Regions from separate parts of the Mus musculus genome. Here regions 1 and 2 are each linked to region 3. Evidence: chromatin contacts called from public Hi-C data. All regions are on one chromosome and are shown on one strand. Each heading gives the region's core, a stretch centred on a gene start, on an enhancer-like site or on the middle of the called end of the contact. The rest is flanking DNA. Distances are from core to core; before and after follow the strand shown. Region 1 holds the start of Mid1ip1 (Mid1 interacting protein 1 (gastrulation specific G12-like (zebrafish))). Region 2 has its middle 100 kb from the start of Otc. Region 3 holds the start of Tspan7 (tetraspanin 7).

Region 1 (2,700 bases), core at 167-2,666, 230 kb before region 3:
CCTCAGTGGCCCCAATTACTGAAGCCGATCTCCTGCTTGTATCTATTGGTGAGGATGTTGGCTTTTCGGGTGAGTTTGGAGAGCACGGTGTGCAGCCCGCGCAGGTGGTAGTGGAACTGCTGCTCCAGATCTTCCTCGCCCGCATCCGCGCTCTCCAAGTGACTCAGGCCCACCAGGATGTCCTTGGGCTTCCAGGTGCTCTCCTCGCTCCCGGCCGGCGGAGACGAAGGCTGGTGCAGGACTCCCCACTCGATATCATTGCGGATGGACTTGAGCAGCACGTAGTGGCTGTACATGTCCCGGGAGGGCGCGAAAAAGCTTTCATTGGCGCTGCCCGGGCTTGGGGCCGGGGTCGTGCGCTCCTCCAGGCAGCCGCCACTGCCGCCTACCTCCACGCTGACCTCGTCTATCTCCGGCTCGGACAGGGGTACGTCGCGCAGCAGACTGGGCACCATCACCGTCTGGTCCATGTTGTTCACCGCGCCAATGAAGCGATTCATGGCGTTAAAGAGCGAGTGCTTCTGGTTATATGTGTCGCAGATTTGCATCATGGTGGCCGAGCGGGCGCGGAAACACAGGGACGCTGGTACACGGAGATAGACCGCTGGCGATGCCGCCTTCAAGCGCTCTCAGAGGCTGATGCCGGGAGCCTGCTTGAAGCCGGTGTGACGGGATTCCCAGATCCTTCTCCGCCCTCTCTAACTTGCTTCTTTCTCAGCTCAGCCCTTCGTGAGGCCCGGCTGCTCTTATCTTTGGCTCAGGATTGACGGTGGGTGGCTGGGTCTAGCCTTTTTCTGCTTGGGAGACAGAGACGAAAAGAACAAATTACCCACCCGGTTAGGATGCCCGGCATCCGGTCCGCGCGATGCTCCCACCCTGACCAAGGCTGGCCAGAGAAGGCACAAGGGTGGTTCCTTGGGACCAGCCGGTATCACCTCCTCCAATACTAGCAGAAGACCTTTGAAAAAAAAGGAGAAAAAAATCTCCCCCATCCCGGACTCTCTGGTTTCTCCCTTCTAAAACCTAAGCGAAAGCAACCATATTAGCCCGGGCTGCCAAAGGGCGGGGACACCCACCTCTTGCACTGCGAAATCCCCTGGTTCTCAGTGCTTGCGTTGCGGACGGTGGCTGCCCAAGGGCGCTGCTGCGGTCACTGATCGGACTGTGAGTAAGGGCGACTGTGGTTGCTCCGGCCCCCTGCCCATTCCAGGTGCTCAATTTATAGTCCGGGAAAGGTGTCCCAGGCGCCCAGGACCACCCCTGATGTCTCCTCCTCCTACCTCCTCCAGCAGCACAGATAAAAGGTCCCAGCCCTGACCGCGAGTAACACTCGCCCAACCCTTTCTACCGCGGGGGCGGGGCACGCCGGGTGGCTCCGCCTCTCGCCTGATACCCGGGCTAAGGCAGGGCGGCCCAGCAGGGCAAGGCAGGGTAGGGCTGGGAGGATGGAGCGGCCGCACCCCAGCACCAAACCCAGAACAAGCTGTTTGGGGGAGGGAGGGCGAGGCACTGAGCCCAAGGAGCCGCCGTCCAAACCAGAGGGCGGACTGGCGCGCGCGGGCTGGGCGGGCTTGGCGCGCACTCTCCGGGTGGGATGACCGGAATGCTTGTGTGTCCGGGTTGCAAAAGAGCCCCTCAATCCTGAACCTAGAGTGACTGCAGTCCGGAAATTTAGCCTCGATTTATTATTAGACGTCGGGTAAGAGGGATTCACAGCTGCCCTGACTCCATACTTGGGAATCTTATGTAAGAAGAGTTAGCAGGACATGCCGGATGCACGTGGACATGGGGTGCTCCCTCCACGGCCCAGGTCGTGGTCAGCTGCAGGGGGATGGGAACACTGAGGCATTTGCTTCCCTCCTGGCGGGGTCTTTCCTACTACTGCTGCCAGGTATGAAGAGCACCCTGGTCATCTGATCTATAGTTTTGTGTCCCCCACCAAGAGATAAGAGCATGGCAATGGAGTGTGAACTTGGGCCTTGTGGCCCTTTTGGCTATCAAAAAGACTAGGAGAAGGTGGCAGAAGTTAGGACTGGTGTTGGGTATATCTTATCATTTAAAGAAAAAAAATGGGAGTATACCCAATAACTTTCTGGAGTGTGTGTCAAGTGCTCCTTTCAAAAGATAGTTCTTAAGCAAGGGTTACTTAATAAGCCTAAGCTGTGTACCATAGCCCTGGATCTACCTTTCAAGTTTTACACTTGAAACTCCTCTTTCAGGTTCCCAGCCCTGAGCCCATACTCATTTCCCATCTCATTTCCTTTGCCACATCCCTCAACCTCCAGTCAGCTCTTCCATTCCTCCAGATAAGATGACTCAGGCTTCTAATTTTAAATTTCTTCCCACTAAAGTCTTCGGGGGGAAGTTTTAGTATGGCATTCCCCTGCAAGACAAAAAAGCGCCCCAAACAAGGAGAGACACTTATGCATGTGGGTTTGTTTGTTTGTTTGTTTTTTCTTGAAGGACTGGTACTGTCTACCGAAAATCATGTCTCTTTTCAATTTTGAAGGGAACAAGAGCTGATAACAGACAGAAAAGTCATTGGTAACTCTAGAACCCAGACTGGCAAATCTCCATCTCCCTCTGGTTTACTGGTTCTAGATCATAACCCATGCTTCCAATGCTTTCTTATGTATGTATGTATGTATGTATGTATGTATGTATGTATGTATGTATGGAGACACAGTCCCAGCCAGCCAG
Region 2 (2,700 bases), core at 27-2,526, 130 kb after region 3:
TTGTTCTAGACACAAAGACCTGTAATCCTTTGGGAGGGACCTTCTGGGTCCTAATGTCTATTGGTATCACTCCGATGAATCAAAACACAAAAGATCAATCTTGAAAGTCTATGAGTGCAAATGTGCTTTGCCAATAAGTTTTTACCTCTAGGTTAAAGTACTTGTTTATCTCTGTCAGGTTCTATTCTTTTTCTTGTTTTTCATTCTGCTATTTTGAGCTATACCTCTGGCCTGTCTCTGATCATCTCAGGATTACAATACTTCCAAGGAAGGCCACCAGGGATACAGATGTTTGCTCTCATTAGCAGGAAAACAAAGCTCTGTTTGTTCCTCTCGTTACTGTCAGGGGAACTCTGGTTTAATTCCAACACAAGTCTGGGTGTTGATTTCACACAGAGGGATTACCTGGCACGTCTGTGAAATTTCAAAAGCAGTCTCAGAGGAGCCATCTGACTCAACACCGTGTGACTAGGGAAAACCCGAGTATACATAATACACTGGAATTTTCTTTTAGCATGTGATTAGCAAACAGTTGTGAAGGCAAATCAAGTAAATAAAATACCAATGACATCTTATTTATCTGGAATAGAGTATTGGTTCTGAAGTCATCCCTAATAATGCCTCTTGTGTACATTACTAACCTCCCACTACATGGAAGGTCACTCATGGAAGTAGATGCTGCCAGAGTTCTGCCCATAATTCCAATTCCTTTATCATTTTTATACTTCTTAGTTCCCTGCAGGCTTGTATTCCCAATAGGCTGCATCTGTGTCTCTTAATTGGGTTGTTATTAGTGAAGAGACAGACGAACAGCTTTTGTGTTGTCACCAACGCTTCTAGGAGTTCCCTTAATGTTTTAGAGATTCCAACTCAGGCAAACCCAAGATGTGTGGCTTGCATCATGAAAGAAAATATTATCAGGATTAGCCAGGACAAAGAAGCATTAGAGATGTACTAAAAATTAATAAAGGGGCTAGAGAGATGTCTCAGAAATCAAGAGTGCTTCCTGCTCTTCCCAAGGACCTGAGTTCAGTTTCCAGGATCCATGCCAGGAGGATCCAAGGGACCTGGTGCCCTCTCCTGACCTCTATGGCCATTTTCACACTTCTCTCTCTGTCTTTGTCTCTCTCTGTGTGTGTCTCTGTATGTCTCAGTGTCTCTCTCTCTCCCTGTCGGTGTCTGTCTGTCTGTCTCTCCCTCCCCCTGTCTCAGCATAAGCATTGGCTTCCCATGAGAGAGAGAGTTGTAACTAAGTATCTTAGCATTAGTCATGCATACCCATTTGAGGCCTTTAAGATAAATCTCAAAGGGTTGCTAAGAATCTCTACATCCTCCCCACTCAGGAGATGTCTTTGATTTATGAAATTTCAAAGTGATAAGATAAAATCAGGGACTACTAAGGTTTCACAAGGGGGTTTCAGTGAAATTCCCAGGAAAGTGTAAGCTTCAGTCCCACTGACTAGCATTTATGGTACTGAAAGGCACTGTGCTTACTATTGGAGGAGAAAACTGAGCATCAATATTCTCCAGCTACAAACCTTGTGACTACAACAGCAACCTGCTTGCAAATACTAATACTGTTAGCACAAACATTATTGGAGTAACTAATCACTCTTTGATTGGATTTAAGGTCCATTCCATGAGCTAGAACCTGTATGTGACATTACTAAAATAGCCAAAAACTTGAAACTAGATGTGTCATAGGCCCTATGGGAAAATCTAATACTATTAGTCTGCTAAATGAACGTAGCAATAAAATGACTTCCAATGTCATATTGCTAGCAATTATAGATCATGCCTCACTCAGCCATCATCAGAAAAGCTTCTTGTAGCAGATGGCAATTAGTGAAGTGACCCACAACTTGGCTATGTGCAGTGAAAGACCTTAACACACTTAGCCGTACATGGGATGTTGTCATCAAACCCATCCCCTTAAGTCCACATAGATTTATGTGGAAGAGAAAGTGAGAAGATAGTAAAAGCCAGAAATAGTGGACCACACTAAGAAAATAGAATCGTCTAGACACAAAGGGGATGACACACATGTGAACTCACAGAAACAGTGGCATTATGTGACACCTGCACAAATCCAAGGCAGACAAAATTTTAGTATGGAAACGGGAAAGTGGGCACCAAGTCCCACCACTTATCCAGAAGCTGTGTTCAACTGATAGCTGCTGGGAGAGGGAAAATCAGTTTTTTTTAATGGGTCTATCAACCACACTCTAGGGAAAACCTCATGCTCAGGAGTAGTTGATTGACACAAAACTAACTCCATGGTTTTTTATTGTTGTTGCTGGTGGTGGTAGTGGTGGTGGTGGTGGGGTATGTATGCATTTTTTTTGGCCCTTTTTGTTGTTGTTGTTGGGTGTTTTTTGTTCCTTTGTTTTTTAGAGATTTTTTTAAGAGAGAAAGCACATAAGAAAACCAGGTAGGCTGACTGCAGATCTTCTCCTCCCTCTGTTTCCTTACATCCAATCCCCTTGTTGCATCTCCAGCTCTGCAGCAGAACACCTGTGGTAGCCTTCTGGGATGTAGGGATGTTCTCATCTCCTGTGACTCCCACGGATCTTCTTCTAATATCCCTCTCCCCACTCATTGTTTTCACCCAGCCCCTCAACCCTAGCACTGGGAACGCAGCAGCTGAGCAGGCCAAGGAAAGCAGGTAAGCCAATTGAAGACCATCAGTACTCCCCTGTC
Region 3 (2,700 bases), core at 193-2,692:
GCAAGAAAAAAAAAACCAACCAAAGGCAAGCCTGGTTCTTTTTTCTTTCTTTCTCTATCTGTCTGTCTGTCTGTCTGTCTGTCTGTCTATCTTTTTAAACAGGGATTCAGGTTTCAAAATGACTGCTTTGGGAGCTGGAATGACCCAGATCATGGTGTTGCGGGGGGCCAGGGTGGTGGTGGCAGGTATTCATTCCTTTGCAGGGTGGCTGTGACTTGAGGTGGGAAGAGGGAACTAGGGTGGGCATCTATGTGAAGAGAGAAAGAACTGGAAATGGTCTTTAGGTACCACCCACCTCTGCAAATGAAATCACTGCAGTGTCAACCCTGCACTGATTCCATGAATTGCCAAACAGGATGAGGTAAGGCATAAGCCCAGAGCCCCCTCCTCCCCTTTTCCCTCCTCCTGCGCACAGAAGGGCGCATCCCTCAGCGAGGTGCACCACGCAGCCCTTCGCGGGCCTGGGCTGAAGGGCTGACGTCACCTTTCTGCATTGAGCTCAAGGACTAGTAGCAGTACCAGTTAGGTGGGGAACAGGGGCGCTGCCGCAGCCACCAGGTGGTAGGGGGTCCTCCTCTTGGGCATTGCAGATTGGGTTCACACAGAAAAACACAATAACCGAGTGGAAACAGTAAGGGGTGGAAAGAAATCTGAAAGGGGTCGTAAGAGCCAGTCGCTGAGGAAGCTCAAAGATACCCCTGGCTTATGTAAGACCCTCTCCGTGCGCCTCCACGCGGTGGCGGCGCCTGTCCCGCATTAGTGCGCTTGGGAGACTGATCGCCCTTGTCCAGTCAGGCAGAAGATTCCTGGCGACTCTCTCCCACAGCCCTGCAGGGTTAGGACTAAGTCGGGATCTTAGATCTAACCCCGCCGTCCTGCGCCCGCTCCCAGCCCGCCACAGGTTAGCTCCATTAGCTCCAACAGGCACCCAAAACTGGCTTGGTAAGGTAAGGAGAGAAGTCCAAAAGAGCAAACAGACAAATCACAACAACTTTCCCCAGGGGCTGATCCTGTCCTGAGAGTTTAAGAAATCAATGCATTAAAAAAAATTTTTTTTTTTTGGAAGAGTGGAAAAATCTGCAACCACCGCCACCACACAGCCCACTTCAGCCTTCGTCGGACAAACTCGAGGGTTGGAGCAGCCCAGACCTGCACCCTACCATCTCACAGCCCCGACCCAGCAGCCTGCGGCTGTCTCCTTGTCCACCGGCTAAGATCGGGTTTGGGGTTTGGGTTTTCCTTCCACCTTTCTTTCTAAGAGCATCACCACACGGTCTGATAGACCGCGGCCCGGCCAGTAGCCAGAAGTGGGCACTCACCCAGAAGACGAAGGAGTAGATGATGAGGAGGGTTTTGAGACAGGTTATCACAGGTTTGGTCTCCATTCTCCTCGATGCCATACTACTCAGCTCCGGCGGCGGCAGTGGCGGCGGGCGGCGGGCGGGCGCAGGAGGGGGAGGAGGCGGGGCCGAGGGAGGCGGGGCGGGAGGGGGAGCGCGTGCTGCCGGAGCTTCCCGTGCGCGCGCAGGCTGGGCGGCGCGCTTGCCTTCGCGCGCGCCCTGCAGAGCTTGGGGAGAAGGAGCAACTAACTGCTAGGAATGCCTCCCAAGTCTGCAATCTGGCCCAGGCACAGACTTCCAGCTGAAGTCAGAAGGAACCTGAGAGCCTAGAGGCTGGGCTGGAGGTCAGGGTAGCCTTTCTCAGACCACCCTAGCTTTAAGATTTCGGCTTTGTTGGAAACAGGGCCTGAACCTGCCTACATAATGATTGTATAGAGTGCTCTTGGCGATTGGACACTCAGGAGTCATGTCCTTGCCTTGTCTATGCCAGGAACAGATTGTGACAACCAGAGAGACACCTTGAAGGATAGTAAGGAACCCTGGAGTTCAGAGACACCCAAATCCTGGCTACTTTACAGTTCTCTATAGACTCCCTTTGAACTTCATAGTTTTCGATTTCCTCACCTTTGGAAATGACAAAAACGAGATTTAGCAACGTTCTTCCTACATATTAGATGTTTAACAGATAACAACAATAACAAAATTTCTTTAAACTACCAGAGATTCATTTGCCTCACTTAGAGAGCACTGCCGTTCTCCTGTGGAGCCCCACTGCAGCAAGGAAGCAAAATGGGAAACAACCTGTTATTTGCTCCAAAAGTTGAATGTAAAGTCACGGTAAGAACTGCACTCCTAGATATCTATGGGAGAGAAATGGAGACACAAGTCCACCGGAGAACTTGGGCACGAATGTGGAGAACACCAGTCCAAGCGAGCTCAGCTGACAAACGGATGGTTCACTTGTCATCCAATGGAAAACTTCGTCTGTAAAAAAGAATGAGGTGCTGCTGACCCGTGCTTCCAAGCAATAAACCTTCCAAGTATGCATAGTGAAAGGAGCCAGATACAGAAAAATTGCATACCGAATTACCCACATCTAAAATAAACAAACCCATAGAGAGGGAAAAATGGGTGAGCGGTTGGTGACGGGGTGGGGGGCAGGAATAAGGAGTACAGCTGATGGCTTGGGTGATTGCTTTGATTTGGGGAGTGAGGAAAGTGTTGTAAAATTAGTAGTGATGGGCGCCTGCATGGTCTTGTGAGAATAATAAAAACCAATGGATAACATAGTTTTCAAGAATGACCTTTATAGCCTGTGAACTATATCAGAATAGAAAATAATATACACTCTACGTAGATT

The links. A called contact is a pair of places that touch in the nucleus more often than the background predicts.
Region 1: a contact with region 3 is called in a Hi-C map of rod photoreceptor, with 6 times the contacts expected there. The contact joins the promoter of Mid1ip1 here to the promoter of Tspan7 in region 3. A contact is called at or near these places in 7 of 484 Hi-C or Micro-C datasets (the N1E-115 cell line, cardiomyocytes, cerebellar granule neurons and 4 more) and 1 of 115 datasets of contacts at active chromatin or transcription factors (microglia).
Region 2: a Hi-C map of olfactory sensory neurons shows a contact between it and region 3, with 2.5 times the contacts expected there. The contact joins the enhancer-like site here to the promoter of Tspan7 in region 3. A contact is called at or near these places in 2 of 39 promoter capture datasets (hippocampal neurons and stem cell-derived epiblast-like cells), 2 of 484 Hi-C or Micro-C datasets (nephron progenitors and olfactory sensory neurons) and 2 of 9 other capture datasets (liver and pancreatic islet).

The regions. Positions count from the first base shown.
Region 1 is chrX:10,716,081-10,718,780 of GRCm38.p6, reverse strand. It overlaps Mid1ip1 (Mid1 interacting protein 1 (gastrulation specific G12-like (zebrafish))), which reads right to left and starts at 1,416. Exons shown (of 2, transcript NM_026524.4): 1 at 1,077-1,416; 2 at 1-794. The coding sequence starts at 551. The coding sequence ends at 3.
Region 2 is chrX:10,353,792-10,356,491 of GRCm38.p6, reverse strand. No RefSeq gene overlaps it. Among named protein-coding and RNA genes, the nearest start is that of Otc, 100 kb to the right of the region's middle. Within about 2 kb of position 1,276, at least 4 of the 459 cell types and tissues checked have an H3K27ac peak or open chromatin away from gene starts, as enhancers often do. A contact at or near this core is called in olfactory sensory neurons, where this site is marked.
Region 3 is chrX:10,483,858-10,486,557 of GRCm38.p6, reverse strand. Tspan7 (tetraspanin 7) reads right to left here and starts at 1,442. Exons shown (of 8, transcript NM_019634.2): 1 at 1,320-1,442. The coding sequence starts at 1,400.